Regions from separate parts of the Macaca mulatta genome. Here region 1 is linked to region 2. Evidence: chromatin contacts called from public Hi-C data. All regions are on one chromosome and are shown on one strand. The core of a region is the stretch at or near the end of the contact, and the rest is flanking DNA. Distances in the headings are between cores, read along the strand shown.

Region 1 (6,500 bases), core at 3,457-5,956, 110 kb before region 2:
CACCAACAGTGTAAAAGCATTCCTGTTCCTCCACATCCTCTCCAGCATCTGTTGTTTCCTGACCTTTTAATGATCACCATTCTAACTGGCATGAGATGGTATCTCATTGTGGTTTTGATTTGCATTTCTCTGATGACCAGTGATGATGAGCATTTTTTCATGTGTCTGTCACCTGCATAAATGTCTTCTTTTGAAAAGTATCTATTCATATCCTTTGCCCACTTTTTGATGGGGCTGTTTGTTTTTTTCTTGTAAATTTGTTTAAGTTCCTTATAGATTCTGGATATTAGCCCTTTGTCAGATGGATAGATTGCAAAAATTTTCTTCCATTCTGTAGGTTGCCTGTTCACTCTGATGGTAGTTTCTTTTGCTGTGCAGAAGCTCTTTAGTTTAACTAGATCCCTTTTGTCTATTTTGGCTTTTGTTGCCATTGCTTTTGGCATTTTAGTCATGAAGTCCTTGCCCATGCGTATGTCCTGAATGGCATTGCCTAGGTTTTATTCTAGGGTTTTTACGGTTTTAGGTCTAACAATTTAAGTCTTTAATCTATCTTGAATTAATTTTTGTATAAAGTATAAGGAAGGGATCCAGTTTCAGCTTTCTATATACGGCTAGCCAGTTTCCCCAGCACCATTTATTAAATAGGGAATCGTTTCCCATTTCTTGTTTTTGTCAGGTTTGTTAAAGATCAGATGGTTGTAGATGTGTGGTGTTATTTATGAGGCCTCTGTTCTGTTCCACTGGTCTATATCTCTGTTTTGGTACCAGTACTGTGCTGTTTTGGTTACTGTAGCCTTGTAGTATAGTTTGAAGTCAAGTAGCGTGATGCCTCCAGCTTTGTTCTTTTTGCTTAGGATTGTCTTGGAAATGCGGGCTCTTTTTTGGTTCCATATGAACTTTAAAGTAGTTTTTTCCAATTCTGTGAAGAAAGTCATTAGTAGCTTGATGGGAATGTCATTGAATCTATACATTACCTTGGGCAGTATGGCCATTTTCATGATATTGATTCTTCCTAGTCATGAGCATGGAATGTTCTTCCATTTGTTTGTGTCCTCCTTTATTTCATTGAGCAGTGGTTTGTAGTTCTCCTTGAAGAGGTCCTTCACATCCCTTGTAAGTTGTATTCCTAGGTATTTTATTCTCTTTGTAGCAATTGTTAATGGGAGTTCACTCATGATTTGGCTCTCTCTTTGTCCGTTATTGGTGTATAGGAATACTTGTGATTTTCGCACATTGATTTCGTATCCTGAGACTTTGCTGAAGTTGCTTATCAGCTTAAGGAGATTTTGGGCTGAGACGATGGGGTTTTCTAAATATACAATCATGCCATCTGCAAACAGGGACAATTTGTCTTCTTCTTTTCCTAATTGAATACCCTTTATTTCTTTCTCTTGCCTGACTACCCTGGCCAGAACTTCCAACGCTATTTTGAATAGGAGTGGTGAGAGAGGGCATCCCTGTCTTGTGCCAGTTTTCACAGGAATGCTTCCAGTTTTTGCCCATTCAGTATGATATTGGCTGGGGATTTGTCATAAATAGCTCTTATTATTTTGAGATACTTTCCATCAATACCTAGTTTATTGAGAGTTTTTAGCATGAAGGGCTGTTGAATTTTGTCGAAGGTCCTTGAAAGGAGGAGGGGCTGGGACAGGAGCTTTATGCTGAACAGGTTGGCTAAACATACATAATCCGGCTAATTTTTGTGTGTGTTTTTAGTAGAGACGGGTTTCACCATGTTAGCCAAGATGGTCTCGATCTCCTGACCTCGTGATCCGCCTGCTTTGGCCTCCCAAAGTGCTGGGATTACAGGCGTGAGCCACCATATTTTTGGTTTTTGTTTTTTTTTTTAAGAGGCAGGGTCTCACTATGTTGCCCAGGCTGGTCTTGAACTCCTGCACTCAAGCAATCTGCCCACCTCGGCCTCTGAAAGTGTTGGGATTACAGGCAAGAGCCACCGTGACTGGCAGAAAATGTAGTTTATTCTTTAGGTGTAAGAGTGTGTGACTTCTTACCTGTCACAGCTGTAGGTCCTGATTATAATTTGGTTTCTTACTGCCACAGAGTGCATTCTGTTAGTCTATGATCTGCATTTTTTTGTTGTTGTTGTTTGTTTTGAGACGGAGTCTCGCTGTGTTGCCCAGGCTGGAGTGCAGTGGCACGATCTCGGCTCACTGCAAGCTCTGCCTCCTGGGTTCACGCCATTCTCCTGCTTCAGCCTCCCAAGTAGCTGGGACTACAGGCGCCTGCCACCACGCCCGGCTAATTTTTTGTATTTTTAGCAGAGATGGGGTTTCACCGAGTTAGCCAGGATGGTCTCGATCCCTGACCTTGTGATCTGCCTGCCTCGGCCTCCCGAAGTGCTGGGATTACAGGCGTGAGCCACTGCGCCCGGCCTATGATCTGTATTTTAACATTGATGCTGGTCAGATGTTGTGTCTAAACTGCAAAAGGGAGGGAGTATAACCAGGCATGTCTGACTTCCTGACCTGTCATGGTTGGAAATTCAGTTTTTAAGGTTTTTCTGGGGTCCCCTTGGCCAAGAGGGTCCATTCAATTAGGGGGCTTAGGATTTTATTTTTAGTTTACAGGGGAAATAAGCCTGATAGGGGTAGACAGATCTTCAAAGCATGAGTGTTGGCAGGAATTTAAGCAACAAAGAGATACGGTTAAAATGTCTCTTTCTCTTTCTCCCTAGAAAGCCAGAGGAATTTGTGTTTTCTCCAGAGAGGGTGGGACAGAGGAGAGAATGGTGGGGCAGGAGGGAGAGTTAGTGATTTGGGAGGAGGCTAGAGGGTGCAGGGCCAGTTAGAAAACCTCAGCTGGGGGTGTGGAAAGGACTTTTAAAAACTTCTGAGGGGTGAGTTTAAACTGTTTGCCATGTATCATATGACCTCCCCCAGGGCCCAGAGTACCCCAATGTCTTTGTACTCGTGAATGTTTTGTGTGGGAAGGGTGCGGGCAGTCTTCAGGGAGAGCTGAGTTTCCTCTCCAGACTTCTGAACTGCGGTACAGCAACAGCCTGGCAAAAGCAGAAACCCAGAGGCAGAGATATTTAGGAGAATATAAATCCCCAGATATTTGCAAAAAATATTAAGGGAGGGGCTTTAACTTTCACAGTCCATTTTTACCTCAATCTCAAAGGACAAGGAAGTTGACGTCTAAGTTACAAATATAATGCAGAAGCATTTCAAAAAGTAGGGGGAAAAAAAAGAGAAGCCGAAAGAAGGGGAAAAAAAATCACTTATCCCTGCCAGGCACGGTGGCTCACGCCTGTAATCCCAGCACTTTGGGAGGCTGAGGTGGGAGGATAACTTGAGTCCAGGAGTTCAAGACCAGCCTGGGCAACATGGCAAAACCCTGTCTCTACTAAAACTACAAAAATTAGCTGGGCGTGGCCGGGCCCGGTGGCTCACGCCTGTAATCTCAACACTTAGGGAGGCCGAGGCGGGCGAATCACGAGGTCAGGAGATCGAGACCATCCTGGCTAACATGGTGAAACCCTGTCTCTACTAAGAATACAGAAATTAGCCGGGCGTGGTGGCGGGTGCCTGTAGTTCCAGCTACTCGGGAGGCTGAGGCAGGAGAATGGCGTGAACCCGGGAGGCGGAGCTGGCAGTGAGCAGAGATGGCGCTACTGCACTCCAGCCTGGGCCACAGAGCTAGACTCCGTCTCAAAAAAAAATAATTAATTAATTAATATAAAAAAATTAGCCGGGCGGCGTGTGGCACGTGCCTGTAATCCCAGCTACTTGGGAGGTTGAGGCAGGAGAATCACTTGAACCCGGGAGGCGGAGGTTGCAGTGAGCTGAGATTGCGCAATTGCACTCCAGCAGGGGCGACAGAGTGAAACTGTCTCTCAAAAAAAAAAAAAAAAAAAAAAAAAATCACTCATCCAGATAGCTAGGGTGTGGCCTAAGGAGCTTGTGGCCTACGGAAGGTGTGGCCGAAGGAGAGGCGAGGGGTAATATTTAATGATGATGGAGAGGAGCCGTTGGTCATATACCTGAGAGTCAAGTTTTGTTCATCGCCAGATGAAAGCCAGCTTCTTCCACCAGATTGTCTCCCAGGGGCTAGGTAGCTTTCTGTGGTCATCTTAAGCGATAGGTTGGGTTAATAGGTCCCTTCCAGGTCTTCAAGACCTGGATTAAGATGTAAGAACAGAATTTTCTACAACAATAGGGAGGATGTCCCCTATTTTAGGTGAATAAGCATATTACATAAGCACATGGGAAGAAAGGTTAAGAACTCCAAGACCGTAAATTTCCAGTTGTAGAAGCCTCTTGAAGGCGGAAAGTCCTTTTTTGAAAATTACAGGCGGTATGATCTCCTCCAGTGGACCTAGCACTGGGTTAAGAGTCTCTCCAACTGCAAGTTCCGTACCTTTTCTAGGACTAAGTTTCTTCACTGTAAGATGAGGAGGTTGCACTACATGACCTCGAAATTCCCTTCCAGCTTTAAATTCCCTCTTGTGACACTTGCTGGACTTGCTCTACTGGCCCAGGCGCTCTCCCTTAGCTGCTATGTCCGCATCCCGCACCAGAGGGCGCCACAGGCGGGCCCTGGGCAGCGTGCGGTGGGCGGAGAGGCAGAATCAGGGGAGTCTCCAGAAGGCGTGATGATTGGTCGCCGCCAGGCGGAAGGGGGCGTGGAGAGGGAAGGGCCGAGCAGCGCGGTGACGTCGCGCTGGTGGGGGCGGGGCCGGGCCGCGGAGCGTGTGACGCTGCGGCAGCCGCGGACCTGGGGATTAATGGGAAAAGTTTTGGCAGGAGCGGGAGAATTCTGCGGAGCCTGTGGGACTGCGGCGGTGGCGCCGTAGGCAGCAGGGACAGGTCAGTCTGAGACGAGAGAAGCGGGCAGGCAAGTGGCGGAGGGAAGCGGCGGGCCTGGGCCGAGGCGGCCAGCGGGACTGGGGCGCAAGGCCCGGCGGCGGGGCGCGGGGTGCGAGGAGCTGCCAGGGTCCGCGGACAGCGTCGCGGCGGCTTCCTGATGCTCCGGCCCGCTCCGGTCAGCCGCCGTGCGTTGCCGTGTAGGCGCCCCGCCGCCCTTGCGCCCCCCGCCCTTGGACCCCCATAGCTGCGTGAGTGAGTCCGAAACACGGGCCTCCTTCCACCCGACTCTGTGCCCCTTCTTGGGCCTCGTGGCTCCGTCTCCTCCCACTTAGGAGAACCCTGTCTCAGGCCCGGGGGCCTCTCCCACTCCCCTCCCCTGCCTCTGATCTCTTCCTTCACCCCTTTCTGGTGTCCCCGAATCCATTGCCGTATCTACCTAGGGTCTTTTCGGGGATCTTTTCCTCTGTCCCCCTCGTTATCCTTGTCTCCTGCCTTCATCCTCCCATCCTTGTTCTCGCAGGCTTTACTGTCTTTCCCCATCCTTGTCCCCTTATCTGTGGCCTGATCCCTCCCAGTACTATAGGTCCTCATCCTCTTCCCCAGGGTGTTCCTAGGCTTTTTCCAGCTCCGGGCTTGCAGTCCCTCTCTCCCTAAGACTTTCACCTTGGCTCCCTAAGAGGCCCTGTTTTTGCTCCTCTTTCCAATTTCCTTCGTATCGGTTCCGTCCCCTACATTCCTGTCGTCTACCTCCTTTTCTCTCCCTGTTCCTTTCCCCTGCTTCAGGGAGAAGCGTTAGCTCCACACTCTACTTTCACTTGACCTGCAGTTGACAGAACCATGGGGTGGGGTGGAGGTGTTCAGACCTTGATCGAATTAGGAGGCTGATTGACTAAAGGAAATAACAGATTGTGTGGGAGAATTTACTTGGGTGTTGCATCAGAGATGATGTCCAATTTGTAGGCCATTCTTCTCATCTCAGCTTTAATACTTCCCCTTTATAGGGCTGTTGACTTCCAGGAACCCTTGGGGAGAGACGGCGCTGAGCTGGATGTGTGCCTCGGGTAGCCAGAGGCTTTGTCCAATTCTTTTCCCTTTCCAGGAACCAGGGTTTTGTGTCTTTCCACTCTGGATATATGGAATACACTTATACCGTGATACCCCAGCCTTTGTGTGCCCTCACTCCCACCCTCCACCCTGTGCTCCATCCCAGAGGGCTAAGAGAATTCTCCAGAAGCTGTGCCCCAGAAAATCCTTGTGGTCTTCAACCTTTTTTCTGTGTACTGGCTCCAGAACTTTTTTTTTCCCGTTCGAGTTTTGAAATAGATTGCTGGCCTGATAGCCCTGGGGCTGGCGGGCATCTGTCCTTTTATTATTGGTGGCTTGAAACAGCTGCTGATTTTCTCTCATATCTCTTTGACAATCTTTGGCTAACTGAATGTGCCTCTGATGTTGGTCACTGAACATGTTCTCTTGGAGTCTCTTCTCCCTCTTTTTTCTTTGTTCTTTTCTGAATCTAGGGAATCCAAATTCTCCCTCTTTTTCCCTGGGAGCTTAATTTCCTCTGTATCCAAGAGGAAGGGCAACCCCAAAGTTCTGTTCCCTTCGCACAGGCATAGTATGAGGTATCAGATTGATAACTACCTGGGCAGGTTGTGGGGCCGCAGTAGTTAG
Region 2 (6,660 bases), core at 2,425-4,924:
AGCCTGTAATCCCAGCACTTTGGGAGGCCGAGACGGGCGGATCACGAGGTCAGGAGATCGAGACCATCCTGGCTAACCCGGTGAAACCCCGTCTCTACTAAAAAATACAAAAAACTAGCCGGGCGAGGCGGCGGGCGCCTGTAGTCCCAGCTACTCGGGAGGCTGAGGCAGGAGAATGGCGTGAACCCAGGAGGCGGAGCTTGCAGTGAGCTGAGATCTGGCCACTGCACTCCAGCCTGGGCGACAGAGCGAGACGCCGTCTCAAAAAAAAAAAAAAATACAAAAAAAATTAGATGGGTGTGGTGGTGGGTGCCTGTAATCCCACCTACTTGGGAGGCTGATGCAGGAGAATCTCCTGAACTTGGGAAACGGAGGTTTCAGTGAGCCCAGATCATGCCACTGCACTCCAACCTGGGCAACAAAAGTGAAATTCCATCTCAAAAAAATTGGGGGCACAGTGGCTCACACCTGGAATCCCAGCACTTTGGGAGGCCAAGACGGTTGGATAACCTGAAGTCAGGAGTTCAAGACCAGCCTGGCCAATATTGTGAAACCCCCATCTCTACTAAAAATACGAAAATTAGCCACACGTAATGGCATGCACCTGTAGTCCCAGCTACTTGGGAGGCTGAAACAGGAGAATCGCTTGAACCCAGAAGGCAGAGGTTGCAACGAGCTGAGATTGTGCCACTGCACTCCAGCTTGGGTGACAGAGCAAGACTGCGTCTCAAACAAAAACCCCCAAAACAAACAAACAAAACCCAGAAAAATGAAAGGAGGTTCCCAGGGTCACTGCTATTGCTGGCCCAAACGGAGACTGAGAATTACAGAAAGGGGCCCCTTAAGATGCTTTACTGCCATCTGCTGGAAGATTGAATAAATGTAAAAGCTACACTAAGATGCTAGTGGTGTCCGCTTAGGTGTGGGGCTTTAGTGCTGTGTACAGCCTGCCCAGCCTTACGTGTCAGCCTCGAGCGCCCCTTGTTCTTGGGGTAACAGGTCTTGAAGGCGATGGTCGTCTTCTCTCTCATAGCCAGATCCGATGCCGGTTCTTCGTGCGAGGGAATGGCCGCTGCCCCTTCAAATCTGAGTGTATCTACCTGCACCAGCTCCCAGCTAAGGCCCTGACCTCCGGTCCTCCCTGGCCTGAGAGAGTGCAACTGGCCTCTGGGAGTGAGGTGGTAACTGCAGGGGTATGGGGCAGGGGAGGCTGCTGCTCATGGCTTTTAATAAATGTTTGTGATAAATATAAAACCTATGGATGGCGTCTATGATGCGAATATGGTGCCTACTTAGCTGTGGCACCTTTGTGCTGTGTACAACCTGCCCAACCTTATATATGAGTCTTGAGTTCCTCGATTTCTGGGGCAGCTGGTGTTGAAGTTGATGGGTTTTCACTGATTTTTCTCTCTACTCCCAGGTGCTGAGTCCAACATTGTTCCTAAGGGGTGCTGAGCCAGAGGACAATGTGCTCTTCACAGACGGTGCCCTGGCCATGACCTTCTGGGGTTCAGAACTCCTGCAGGATCCCAACAGTTCTTACCACAGCCTTCTGTAACCAGGATCAACTTGAGGGAAATTGGGGTGAGGGGAAGGAGTTTCTAGGTGGTAGGTCTTTCCCTTTTTGGGTTTGGTGGGGGGGCAAAAGTAGCAAGCCCTCCACCCCCATGAACTGCAGCAGTGACACAGTTGGGGACATGGAGGACTAGGGGAGGGCTCCTGGAATGAGAAGGGTTCAAACCCTCTTGCCAGGGCCTTGGTTTTTAACTTTGTTCTTTTGTAGAATGACTCTGAAAGAAAACCAATAAAATGCACCTAAGCTATCATTGCTGGTGTCTGAAGAGTGGTCTGCTCATACCCCAGCCCCATTGCCAAGGGCAATAAGGCTGCTTCTGCATTCAATCTGTTGCAATATTACCTGTCACTTAGCTTCTGGAAAACTTCACGGTGCATTTTTGCATTATGAAAATAGTAATAACCTCATGAATCTTGTGAAAGGGACTCGGGGATCCACCAGGGTCCTTGAGCCATGTTTAGAACTTTTCCTCTCTGTTCCCTTTCAGGTGGCTAGAATACAGACCTTGGTGGGTGGGAGCCACAGCCACTCAGAGTAAAGCTGTAGGTGAGGATGCACAGGGTATTGCAGGCTGTTTAGCATTCTTGACCCTGCCCGCTATGCATCAGGTCCCACTCCTCTAACAGCTTGTCATTTGAAGACCCAAAACATCCCCTGTAAAGTTAGAGCTGCTTACCTGAAACAGAAGGTGTCTGGAAGAAACTTCTTTCTTGCTATTTTGGCATTTGCAAAGCAACCATTATCTAATAAATATCACTAGTCTTTCCTGACAGCTCCCTTGAAATCATTTTGGCTCAAATGGAGATCAGATCAAGCTCAAGATACTCCCATGGCTTTCCATACTATTCAGAGTGAAGGCCCAAGTCCTCTCTATGACCTCAGGCCTCTTAAGATCTGACCTGGTCCCCCACTGATCTCAACTCCTATTACTATCCAGCAATTGCCCTCTGCTGTAGCCATGCTTTTGCCCCAGAGCCCCTCCATCCCCGCAGGGAGGACTGAAATGGTCTTCTCACAGACTTCTATCTGGCTTGCCAACCTCATCTTCACATTCATCTTGCCTGACCACTCTATTTAAAAGCACTTTGTGCTATCTGTTGGTGCTATGTTCTTTTTGAACACTTACCACAAACACTGTTTAATTAGCTTTCCGTCTCTCCCCAGTTGTGTGACAATGAGGGCCAGGATCTTTGTTTTGTTCCCAGTATCCCCAGTCCCTAGGTGCTCAGTAAACATTTCCTGAATGATGGATGTATGTGGCAGCAGAAGCTGGGATGGAAATACAAGTTGGCCCCCAAAGCAAGGTTTAGGAGGCACTGTGGGACTCTTTTCCCTTATTTCCTACCCTTTGCAGTGATCCCACCCTTGGCTGGAAGCCTGCCTCCTCCAGTGGACTTCCTTAAACTGAACCCTAGGAAGTGGAGCCACACCTGGCCCCCTATAAACGACCCAGAGCAAGGCTACTGCTTGGTCTTTGGGAGGAAGTTCAGAAGAAAGTCTTTGGCCATATTGATGGTGTTAGGTTTTACTGTGACCTCATTCTCAGGGATGTTTGTATATCAAATACTATTTCTGGAGAGGACTGAAACCCAAATGGTGGCAGTTTTTGGCCTGTGGAAGACGTGAAGCTAAGTGGGGTGGTAAGTTGTGGTCAAATTCTATGGTGAAGTCCATAACAAGCAACATGCGGTCAGCTTAAATACAGCGCGAGTCCTCCAGTATAACAGGACCCCTGACATTCACTCTATTCCACTACTTTAGGGAGTGATGAAGAAACAGAGAGGGTTGGGGTCGGCAGCGGCAGATCCGCCCCTCCATCAGCCCCGCCCCTCCATCAGCCCCGCCCCTCCATCAGCCCCGCCCCTCCATCAGCCCCGCCCCTCCATCAGCCCCGCCCCTCCATCAGCCCCGCCCCTCCATCAGCCCCGCCCCTCCCCGCCCCTCCCCGCCCCTCCCCGCCCCTCCATCCGCCCCGCCCCGCCCTGCCCCGCCCCGCCCCACCCCGCTCCGCCCCGCCCCGCTTCGCCCCCGCCCCAGGCTCCCGGGCCCGACCCCGCCCACAAACTAACTATTTGTTTTGGTGACGCCCTGGGCCTTGGCCCCGCCCCCTACTCCGGCTGGGGTCGTGCCCGGCCCCGCCCCTTGCGACCTTCCCTCGCGCCCGCCTCAAGTTCAGGCTCCGCCCTCGGCCGCGTCTCCTTCCTTCCCTTTCCGACAGCGCGCGAACCGCTGCAGCTCCGCGCAGCCGGGCTTCTCGGGTTTCCCAACGCCGAGGAGAGCTTGTGACGGGCGCTGGAGCTGGCCCGCCGCCCGCCGCCCGCCGCCCGCCGCCCGCCGCCCGCCGCCGCCGCGTCAGGGACGGCGCTGGAGTTCCCCGTTCCCCTCAGCCTCTGAGCTGAGGCCCCACACCAGAGTAGGGGGCGGCGCGGCACCCGTGTCCCGGCATGGCGACCCCGGACGCGGGGCTCCCTGGGGCTGAGGGCTCGGAGCAGGCGCCCTGGGCGCAGCTGGAGGCCCCCGCCCGCCTCCTGCTGCAGGCGCTGCAGGCGGGGCCCGAGGGGGCGCGGCGTGGCCTGGGGGTGCTTCGGGCGCTGGGCAGGCGCGGCTGGGAGCCCTTCGACTGGGGCCGCTTGCTCGAGGCCCTGTGCCGGGAGGAGCCGGTAGTGCAGGGGCCTGACGGCCGTCTGGAACTGTAAGTCCTCGCCCGCGGCCCCTCAGCAGGTACGGGAGGCGGGGGCTGTCGGGGGATCGACGCACAGAGAGGTGAAATAAGCCCCTTCGGCGACGGCCTGCCGCGTACCCTATGAGCAGGGGCACCCTTCACTGAGCACCTGCCGTGTGCGGGACACCGAGGATCCGGGAACTCGAGGCACACGCCTTCTGTTGGCTGTAAAGTATAGTGATGATAAGTGGAGGCAAATCACTTTTGATCGCATACTGCCATCTCTAAACAATTGGACACGTACGTCCAGTATAAGTATACTTATGTATAAAGTGTACACGTGTGTTAAAATACGTACATTTTAAAGTACAAAAATAGATATTTAAAACGTGATGGTGGAATACATACCCGCTATCCTGGTGGCCCTATACTCTCTGCTTTTCAAAGCATAATGTTCACTGTAAGGGCAAGATTGTTTTCCCTAAGAATGGTAACTGTGAATCCATATCTTAGTGTTCTTGATAATTTCTGGCTCTTGGATGACATTGAACTTTGTTTTTTAACCTCTCTGTGACTGATTAAGAATTCCTACTAGGAGCAGAGGTGTCGGCCCTGCCATTTTATTTGGTTGTGTTTCTGTTATTGATATTATCTCCAATTTTTTGGCAGGCATTCTATTAAGCTACGTGCTCATTTGTGAGGACAACTTTTGTTTAAAAAAAAAAAAGATAGTACAGTATCCACAAATGCATTTAACTAGCAAAGTTAACTAAAACACACAAAAAAAGAAAAATGAGTGGGTGAGGCGCCATGTTCAGCTCCTAGTGGGGCCAGCCTTCCACTCTCTTGGATACCCCTACCCCATAATTTATGCTGGAAACCATCCAGATGCTAAATATTTCTAATGCTTACTTTTTAATGTTTTAGATAAATAGGGGAAAATGGGAGTTCCAATATTTTCTTCCTACACTCCACTTTGAATTTCTTTCAGGAGATGGGTCAGGAGAACTTGTTTGAATCCCCAAATTGGAAGCTATAGAAATGTTTGCCCAGCTATCTGGCTTATTCTGGATAGAGTAAGGGGAGGGCAGAGGCCTTAACTTGGGGCCCCTGGGTAGAAGAGTATTTCAGTACAATTGATTTCCTTTAGAATCCTAGATATTTTATCAAATGCATTTAACACTCATTCTGATCACAGGTCTCTGGCACTAAAAAAGGTTAAAATCTCCTGGAGTAGAGTCTTCTCTACCTCTCTACCCCCAAATATCCTCCCTGCCACAAATTAACCATCTTTTAAACTCAGGTTTTTTTGTTTTGTTTCTTTTTTTTTTTTTTTTGACGGAATCTTGCTCTGTTGCCCAGGCTGGAGTGCAGTGGCGCGATCTTGGCTCACTGCAACCTCCGCCTCCAGAAGAAGCAATTCTTCTGCCCTAGCCTCCTGAGTAGCTGGGACTACAGGTGCGCGCCACCATGCCCGGCTAATTTTTGTATTTTTAGCAGAGATGGGGTTTAACCATATTGGCCGGACTGGTCTGGAACTCCTGATCACCCACCTTGGCCTCCCACAGTGCTGGGATTACAGGCATGAGCCACTGCTCCTGTACCATCTTTTAAACTTTGACTCTAGTTTTTCTCTCTCACATAGTGTCTATATTCTACAAAGAAATAGTTGTCTTTTTTTTTTTCTGCCTCACAACCCAAGTGCCTCTTGACAAATGGCCCTGCAAAATTATGCATAGGGAGGAGTAAAGACATGATGGGTGGTGGGCTAAATGCTGCCGTGACTTGCCACACCAAGCCTCAGGTCATGTAGGATCTGGGTTGGTGCCTCGGCAGAATTACAGATGGTTACATTGCATCATGGGCCTTTGGAGCTCGGGGGAATAGTGTTAAATCTATTTTAAGAAAAGTTGGATGCTTGCAAGAGAGCATTGGTTCTGCTTAAACCCCTGGGGCTCCAAAACAAAAGATCCTCATCCCCCTGTCTTCCCCTTTGACTCTGTGAATACTGTTTAGAATCTGTAAAGTGATTCCTTCTGTTTCAAGTTTCATCTCTGGGAAGCCTTCTATGTCCACAGCAGCTCTTGCCGATCTCAGCACACTTATTCTCAGAGAGTTAATTCATTCAATAAATGCACAACAAGTGCCTGCTCTGGGCTGGCGCTGTGCTGAGTCCTAGGACACAGAGAAAGGAAACACTACCTTCACCTTTTAGGAACTCACAATTTGGTGAAAGGAACACAAGAGCTGGACAGATGAGTGACCCCGAGAGTTCCAGGGGATTGCTGAGGGCAGCCATAGGGCTGCAAGAGTAAGCACTGCACAGCATCCTGGAGTATTATTTTTCCCTAAAATTTGGGAAAGAACTTTTTTCTTCTTTTTGTGTAAAACAAGCATGAATCTATTATAGAGTAGGTTCCAG

The links. A called contact is a pair of places that touch in the nucleus more often than the background predicts.
Region 1: a contact with region 2 is called in a Hi-C map of liver, with 13 times the contacts expected there. The contact joins the promoter of PPARD here to the promoter of FANCE in region 2. A contact is called at or near these places in 9 of 14 Hi-C or Micro-C datasets (CD4 T cells, blood, cortical neurons and 5 more).

The regions. Positions count from the first base shown.
Region 1 is chr4:146,932,980-146,939,479 of T2T-MMU8v2.0, reverse strand. It overlaps PPARD (peroxisome proliferator activated receptor delta), which reads left to right and starts at 4,706. Exons shown (of 5, transcript XM_078000255.1): 1 at 4,706-4,829.
Region 2 is chr4:146,819,901-146,826,560 of T2T-MMU8v2.0, reverse strand. FANCE (FA complementation group E) reads left to right here and starts at 3,674. Exons shown (of 10, transcript XM_001116683.5): 1 at 3,674-4,268. The coding sequence starts at 4,021. LOC144340617 reads left to right here. Exons shown (of 7, transcript XM_078001051.1): 7 at 1,421-1,826. The coding sequence ends at 1,427.